2 separate regions of the Drosophila melanogaster genome follow, and region 2 is linked to region 1. The links are chromatin contacts, called in public Hi-C maps. All regions are on one chromosome and are shown on one strand. Each heading gives the region's core, a stretch centred on a gene start, on an enhancer-like site or on the middle of the called end of the contact. The rest is flanking DNA. Distances are from core to core; before and after follow the strand shown. Region 1 holds the start of CG1812. Region 2 holds the start of Cbs (Cystathionine beta-synthase).

The links. A called contact is a pair of places that touch in the nucleus more often than the background predicts.
Region 2: a contact with region 1 is called in a Hi-C map of the Kc167 cell line, with 2.8 times the contacts expected there. The contact joins the promoter of Cbs here to the promoter of CG1812 in region 1. A contact is called at or near these places in 20 of 107 Hi-C or Micro-C datasets (the Kc167 cell line, the ML-DmBG3-c2 cell line, the OSC cell line and 9 more) and 2 of 6 datasets of contacts at active chromatin or transcription factors (both in the Kc167 cell line).

Annotation. Positions count from the first base shown.
Region 1 is chrX:20,508,921-20,513,206 of dm6, forward strand. It overlaps CG1812, which reads left to right and starts at 2,624. Exons shown (of 4, transcript NM_134553.3): 1 at 2,624-3,167; 2 at 3,982-4,286. The coding sequence starts at 2,988. RhoGAP19D (Rho GTPase activating protein at 19D) reads right to left here and starts at 1,774. Exons shown (of 15, transcript NM_001298567.1): 1 at 1,599-1,774; 2 at 446-547.
Region 2 is chrX:21,043,372-21,047,754 of dm6, forward strand. It overlaps Cbs (Cystathionine beta-synthase), which reads left to right and starts at 1,767. Exons shown (of 4, transcript NM_134580.3): 1 at 1,767-1,978; 2 at 3,817-4,041; 3 at 4,186-4,383. The coding sequence starts at 3,819. Mgstl (Microsomal glutathione S-transferase-like) reads left to right here. Exons shown (of 2, transcript NM_001298578.1): 2 at 309-736. The coding sequence ends at 635. It also overlaps asRNA:CR44431.

The DNA.
Region 1 (4,286 bases), core at 1,374-3,873:
TTAAATCCCTTCAAACGCAATCGTTTGACTGTTAAGGGCTACAATTCTTGTAAATGAAAATTTATTGCACTTATTTATCAAAAAATAAAAAATAATTCAGAAGTTTTAAGAATGAACACATTTTTTTATTCGCCTAATTTCTTGCGTTGTCTCTGTGAATTCTGCAGAAGAATTCTCCGCAGAGAGGAAATGAGAGAAAGAGGTCCAGTAGAAGAGAGAAGGGAGTCTGGTGGTACGTAAACAAAAAAAAAACCTAAAAAGCAGGAAGACAACTTTCGCTGCTGGCATACAACGGAAAATGGAAGACGTGAAAGATGGGAACAGAGCAAGAGAGCAATAAAGAGAGTGCACAAAATGGGCCGAAAAGTGCCGATTCTTCAATTGTTATACTGTTTAGATTTACACAACATTTTTATAAAATAAACAAAAAGCCTATGATACTTACCAAAAACCAGGAAGATTTTCTTCTCCCTTTCTGACGATTTTCTTTTAAACTTTTTTGTTGCTTCCTTTTTGTATATTTATGATTTCGTTTTAATTTTGCAAACTAGAAAAAACACAACAAAAACGGTGTGGAGCTGATAAGGCGATTTATTGTTTGTTTATTTAAGGACATTCCTCAATTCTTTCCCATTCTTTCCTCTCTTTTCTTTTCCTTCTTCTTCTTATCAATGAAATGTGAGTCAGTGGCAGCCAAAAAATCAGCAGTAACGGTCAAAATAATAGCACTTCAAAGGGCATTCTACCGTTAACTACCGATAACTCAAGAAAAGTAGAAAGGAGTGCACTCTTTTACTTTCGTGACATAAGATTGATTATTTTACTTTAAAGATACTAAAATGTTTGTTATTTTTAACAAATTTTAATTGTCAGTAAACGCGATGCTATTGATACTATTATCGTAACCGTAACTGTGTTTTTATGTTTTTTCTTGTGGACTTTTTTGTTTTGCTTTATTTTTTGGGTTCTACATGCTGCCGACGCCGCAGTTGGCGTCGCTGCTGGCAGTTTCCTCATGTGGCGCGCACACACGCACATACCGCACACAAAAACACACTCACACACACCTACACGACTTCATTTCTTTTTCATTTCTTTTCCTTCCTTTCGTAATTGCTCCGCTTTTTTGCTTCTTCTTTAAGGTTGCAGAGTGCGGGAAAGAGAAAGGAAGAAAAAGAAACAGCGCGACAATTTTCATTTGGGCCTGTGCAAAAAAACCACAAATACAGAGTAAAAATCTTTATTTCATGCACGTTGCATTTTGCACTCCAATTGTTGTTGCCGCTTCAGCTTCTGCTTCTTCTTCGCCATTTGACTGTTGCTTTCTTTCGTTGCTTCTGTTGTTGTGGTTGTTGTTTTTGGCGTCGTCGGCGGCGGCGAGCAATAAACTAATTACTTTAACTAGCGAACAACCAAAATGTTTGCCGAATTCGTTGTGTGTTTTTCTTCGCCTTGCATCGATCCTTGTATTTTTTGGAACGCCTTGCACACATTCATCGCTTGCTTTTTACTTTTTTATTACACTTTTCGCCTTTTTCTTTTCACAAAAAAAAAATTTGACGCCACACGTTTGTTGTTGTGGTTGCGCCAGCACTTACGCTGCTTTAATTACTAATGATTCACAATACAATCAAGCGATCGCGCGCGCACCGTCTGCACTTTCGGCCAAATTACAATTAATTAGTTGTGTATTTTACTCTACTTCTTGTTTTACTTGCTCCGCTTTCCACTCGATTTCGTCCGATGTGATTTTCGAGTGACCAGACCAGTCGAGTAGAGGTGGAATACGGCCGATGCCACGCAGGCTATCGATGTTTTCATGCCTGGACGTATGTCGATACTTTGCAGCAGCTTATCGGCTTATGCTGCGATATCACCACTGGACGAAACTTTGGCCATTAGTTAACACTGGAGACTATAGATATTGTGAGAAAAAAAATTAAATACAATTTTTTTACCTGCTAGCCTGCACTTTATTCTGAAATATTTGCAGTGAATAGATACAGCACGCTGAATAAATGTTGGTCCAAGAATGGAACGCGTATTTTTAAGAGTGTATTTGAACTCACCCACACTAATATCATAGTGTATTAATTTAAATATATATTTATATAATATATAATACTTAATTAGATATCTTTTCTCGTATCAAAATTATTTGCGGATCCGAAAAACATTTTCTAACAAGAAACAACTGCCTAACGTGAAATACTTCAATGTCTCTGATAAGATTGACTTTTTTAAAGAAATTAATTAATTATTCTTTTAGTATTAATATTTCTGCCTAAAGTTAACGTAAGCTATCTTACTAAGCTAAACTAAGTAACTAACATAGACTTATTTTGGTGCAAATTTAACAATTTCATTTTTAAATGCTACCATATCAATGTTAAAGGGGAAATTCGCGAGCTTTTGACTTCAAAAGCTAGCATTCTCTTATAAAAACCTTTTAAATTGCATACTCACCCGTCTCCCAATTAAAAGCACCCAGGAATACGGGTATATATATGAAATTTGAAAATATAATTTTAAACGATCGCGCTCCGCAATCGATAGCTAAATGCGCATCACTAGCGGTGCTAGCCGACTTGGCAGTTCAAACGTCAAGAGAAGAAACGTCAAAAACGCGAAAAGTAAAAAGTCGCAAGAGGGAAAAGAAGCAAAGAGGTAGCAACAAGCAAAGAAATCGCACGCGAAACTTTTTTCTCTGCCAGTGTTTAGCAATAATTTAGCTAATTTCGTGCGTATATTTGTCGTAGAACGGTTCATAGTTCGCCAAATAACGGTTTGTAGACAGCTGGCCGCGAGTGTAAACAGAACGTGCTGCCCTCTCGCTCGCACTCGCACTCGCGCACCAGAAGCTCGGTCATCTCAAGAATTTCTTATCAGACGGATTCCCCAACCTTGGGACCACATAGGTTAACATATATATAGGTTAATAGCCCGCTCTAATCTTTGGTCCGTTCCGAGAGAGTACAGCGAACAGCATGGCAGCGACGCCAGCGCCAGCAGTGACGCCGGCAGCGACAGCAACGTCGGCTGCGGCCAAAATTCCTGTGAATCCCGTGTCCCCCGAGGAGGAGACCCTTCTGCGGGGCCTCAACAAGCTGCGCAACGAGGAGAAACTCACGGACGTCACTCTGATCGTCGAGGAGCACCGATTCAAGGTAGGACCCCACCCACACCATTATAGATCCGAGCAATAGCTACATGGAACAGCCCCATCTGTGGATCTGCTTCAGAGATCGTGCCACATCTGTGGGATCAGCTGAGCTACGAGCGGTTACGTCTAGCCTCATGGACACGGCACATCGGCGAAGGCGGATGAAGTTGGGTTGCACAAGTTTGGCTCCCAGAGTGCGCATAGCAAGTATGCATAGATTATCTTTCAGAGCAACTTGGTTGTGATTAGGCTAGGTTAGTTACGACAATACCTTCAATGGCCTGCGCATAGGACAAATAGAAATCGCACTAAACCGGATTGCTCGCATCCTAAACTCGGCGGTTTGGCAGTTTGGCTAGTTGGCCAGTTGGCCATTTGGCCATTTTGCGAGCTCGTGTTAATTATATATCGGAAACCACGAAAGCATAAGGTGACTAGTTATAGGGTTAGAGTGGCAAGTGGTAGGCGAATCGATAATCGTGGCCAGCAAAAAAGCTCATCTTTACTTTCTCTTGCTAATAATACAAATACGAAAACAAATTCGCGACACAAATTGATGTGTTTCGGCCGATGACGCATTTTCATCGCGCTACCTATGAATATTTAGGGATTCCCGGAATCAGACTCATATATTCAGATACATACATAAATCCAGAAAATTCATAGAAATGTTTTATGATACAGATTTTCAGAAATCTGATTTCAAATGTTTTCAAAAATAACATGGGGAATATCAGCGTTTTTCGTTACACTTATTACACTTATAGTAACATTTTTCCCCAAGTAATCGAACGAAATACGTAATCCCAACTTTGCAGGCTCACCGCGTCGTCCTGGCAGCCAGCAGTGACTACTTTTGCGCCATGTTCGCCGACTGTGCCATGATTGAGTCGCGTAAGGACGAGATAAATCTCTACGGTATTAAAGCCAGGGCCATGGGCTCGATCATTGACTACATATACACATCGATGCTGGAACTGAACTACGATAACATCGAGGAGATCCTGGCGGCAGCCACGCACGTCCAGGTGCGCGAGGTGATTGACCGATGCACGATCTTTCTGGGCGCAAAGATCGAGATGGAAAACTGCCTGGCCATTGCGGGAATGGCCGATATCTATGG
Region 2 (4,383 bases), core at 517-3,016, 530 kb after region 1:
TTAAATGGATCTAACGAAATAGATTAGTGAATTTATTAAGGTTGAAAGTTATTAGAATTCAACTAGCAACGGTGATAATTATAAATGTAACTTAATCTATTAGTATATAAAATGTGACGAATTATAAATAAGTATTACTATTATAATACAATTTTGAGCTTACCATGTTTTATTTTTTAATAATACATGGCAACTGTACAAAACGATACGAAATTCAAATGGAAAAACAATAAAAAGATGCATATGAATGCACATCACATTCCTAATTTTATGTATTTCGATTCTTTAATCGGTATCTTCATTTTCAGACCTTCGCCAACCCCGAGGACCTGATGTCCCCCAAGCTGAAGGTCAAGTTCGACGATCCGAACGTGGAGCGTGTGCGCCGTGCCCACCGCAACGACCTGGAGAACATCCTGCCCTTCTTCGCCATCGGTCTGCTCTACGTCCTGACTGATCCGGCCGCCTTTCTGGCCATCAACCTGTTCCGCGCCGTGGGCATCGCCCGCATCGTCCACACACTGGTCTACGCCGTGGTCGTGGTGCCCCAGCCTTCCCGTGCCCTCGCCTTCTTCGTGGCCTTGGGCGCCACCGTCTACATGGCCCTGCAGGTCATCGCCTCGGCCGCCTTCTGAGCACATAGGTCTAGTCCTTCTTGTTTTTTTTTTTAAGCATTTTGAAATAATTTCTGAAATATAGAGTTACGCCTACCTCGGCTTTGGTGCTGTTGGATCACAATCTAAGTGTTTTCTTTTTGGGAAAAATCAAAATGCCAAAAATTAAAAGTTAAATTCATTTAAAGCAATGCAGTTACTTGAACTACAAGTAAGAAATTGTTTTTCACTTGAACTTATTTTCAATTTTAGAGAAATGTATCTCATCACTATACCTCTGTATTATGATATACAATAATATATTATGATATACAATAATACTTTGTACGTATATACAGATCGCAGTAATCAATTTACCATAACTAAAATAAGTTAACTTTTGAATACTAATTACCTCGTTTTGTGGGTAAGAGCTTAAAAAAAGTGCTGTATAATGCTTGCTATAAGATTAAATAGTGTAGCATACATTATAAGACTACAAAATGTTTAACATGCAGCTTTTGCAATACATGTATGTATATATGTATACACACATATATAGCTGTAAAAGCACAGTTGGAGATAATTTAAAGCTTTATAGTTCTTGATGAATTGGTTCTTAATAAACAGGTTGCTATTTTAAAAACGTAGGCAACTGATTCGGATTTCAGCATTACGTTTATCTGGTACTACTGCGGAATCTGATAGTTAGATTACGCATTTATTTTCAGTGCAGGAAATCGCAGATCAAGCCATGCTGTGTATGAAGAAGAGCGAAACCGGTTATCACTATCTGTTTCATTCTCACCATAACAATGGGATAAATACCCTATATTATTTTTAAAAATAAAAAACAAATCCACAATTCCAATGAAATCCAATGAAAAATCCACAATTAAAATATGAGGCGAATTAAATTTACGGTTAACAGTTTTACACGTTTAAAATTTATACAAAATTTACTCTTAGGCCTTTCTAGACTGACTGGAAAAAAACGGGCCAGTTGTATGTACCTCTAGAGGAAAACAGCAGTAATGTCAAATCTAAAATTTCTATTAATATATTAAATTTTTATTTAAATGGAAATAAAACTAAAACAATGGCATTATTGACATTTCAAGTATTTTTTGTAAGTATGTCAAAATATATATTATGAATATTTGCCACGCTGTTGTTTTATGTTGTGTTGAGCATGCCACCATGCACCAGCACCACTGTGCGCTGCCGCCGTCTCTGCCGGCATCGCAGCCGACCGTTAGCCGCAAGTTGCTTGCGTTGGTTAGATTCCCGATTCCGTTCAATTGCCTTCGTTGGCAGCATCGTAGCGGTCGCTTTTCGCAGTTCGCGCTAGTTAGTCGCTCCTGGGTCACTAATCACCAGCACTGGTAAGTAAAACTTAAGCTGACAACTGTCCAAAGTGCATTCGTCCTGATCCTTTTCCCTTAAAGTTCCTTTTGCTGCCTCTTTCTTGCACATTTCCAACCGGCGAAATACATATAAATATGTAGAAGTACAAATAATACGAGAGAGAAACATGTGCTTGCTATTTTGTATGTTGTTTTTTCTTCTCACATATTCGCCGTTCGTTTTTGTTTTTGTTGTTCTATTTTGAAGCCGCGTGCTTGTAAAACAAATATGTATAGACATATGTATGTATATGGAAAAATGCGTGTGTGTGCATGTCATCGGCGGGGGAGATAAACAAGAAAGAGCAATAAAAAGGAAAACCGGGAAAGTTTAGAGTTTACACAGAAAAAAAAGAAACACATTAATATTAAAATTATATAATTTTCAAATGCGTAAATTTTGCGTAAATTTAAAATAGTAAAACGATATTTTGATTCGAAATTTACATAAATAATATTTTAGTCGTCTGATAATGTTTCTTTACTTTAATGCTCACCTTACATTGAAATATTTGGATTTATATGTTATATTCATATTATAAAAGGATAGTTTTATACATCAAGTATCTCAATACCACTTTATTCAGCTTACGTTCAAATTAAAAACATAACGTATAATTTTATAAATAGATTCAACGGGACGCTTAATAAATAGTACGTAGCTGTTTTTTTAATTCCTTTTAAATGCAATTCGTTAATTATTTATATTAGAAAATTTATATAAACACTAAGGTAGCATTTTAGAAAGACTTTGCGCTCCATTCAATTATTAAGTTAATTTAATACATGCCGATACTACAGATTCCGACCTACCCTATCATTAGTCCTGAGTTCACAAGATACCCTCACAACGTTGGCAAAGCTTTTCATATAATAAATGTTCCCTTATTTGAGTTTACTTTGTAGGTGATAGATAGGTTTCGAGTGGCGTGTCGTATACAGCGCAAGCAATCAGTGCCACCTGAAAACCTTATCTACAAAATGGAAACCCACTTAAACGACGGTAGTCCCTATTTAATAACCAGTTAAAGAAAGGGCTTCGAACTGGGAACTGAACGTCTAGAATAGACTAAAGATAGACTAAATTCCACAAAGAATCGAATTTTAATGGAATACCTCGCGTATTTTAAAATTTCGTTGTGATAAGGAAAGCCTTGAGCCTAAGAATCTTAGTTTTGTATCCTTTAAATAATTACAGCTAGAAAAAATGCGTATTTTCATATATCTTCTTAAGATAATCCGACTTCGGGATCTGTGCAAATTGAAATAAACAAGCTGCCCTTCCTGTTTCCATCTGATTTGCATATTTTTGAGTTTTGTCACGTCATCGCTTTTGGGCCCGATCTTTTCGCTTTCGATTGAATAGTAATCTCACGCAATTTCGCAACCTCGTCGCAATGAGACAACAGAAAGTATATTTTGATTGAGATTTTTCCCCCATTTGCACACCGGAATCTGGAGTGATAAGATACGGGTCATCGGAGGTAACACCGGCACCATCTGGCGTTTGTTAGATCGCAAATCAATCGAATCTTTTCGAATTCAGGAGCAGATAAGCTTTTTCAAGTCATACTATTATCACTATATGTTAATAATTTAATAAATCGTATCTTAGTTGGGGTCTGATATTGTAAGAAAGTATCTTGGTACGCCCCTACAAAAGTATTCCCAAGTTCCGGAAATTCTTCTTCTATAGAAGAAGAAGAAGAAGGATACACTTTTATATTGCTTCTACAAATATATTAAAATAAGCAACAATATGTTATATTCGCTACAGAGATTCCCAAACACTTTTTCATATAAATTCCTTCTTTCAGAGATGCCACAACCGAAGCCATACGAGAGGCCCGCGGACTTCATCGATCCCGGCAAGCCGTCCAAGTGCAAATGGCATCTGGGTACAGCCGAGAAGTCGCCCCACATCCATCGGGGCATCGCCCACCGCCAGCAGATTACGCCCAACATCCTCGAGGTGATCGGATGCACGCCACTGGTCAAGTTGAACAACATTCCCGCCAGCGACGGCATCGAATGCGAGATGTGTAAGTCTATAGCCTAAAAATCCACCGAAGAGTTTCACTGACTTAGTCATACAATCTCATTTCCTAACCCACAATGTGGCCTCAGAGTAACAATACGAACAGATCTAATCTAAGATCATTTAATTGCCTCTTTCCCCTCTACAGATGCCAAGTGCGAGTTCCTTAATCCGGGTGGATCAGTGAAGGACCGCATTGGGTACCGCATGGTGCAGGACGCCGAGGAGCAGGGCCTGCTCAAGCCAGGCTACACCATCATCGAACCAACGTCTGGAAACACGGGCATTGGACTGGCAATGGCCTGTGCCGTTAAGGGATACAAGTGCATTATCGTGATGCCGGAGA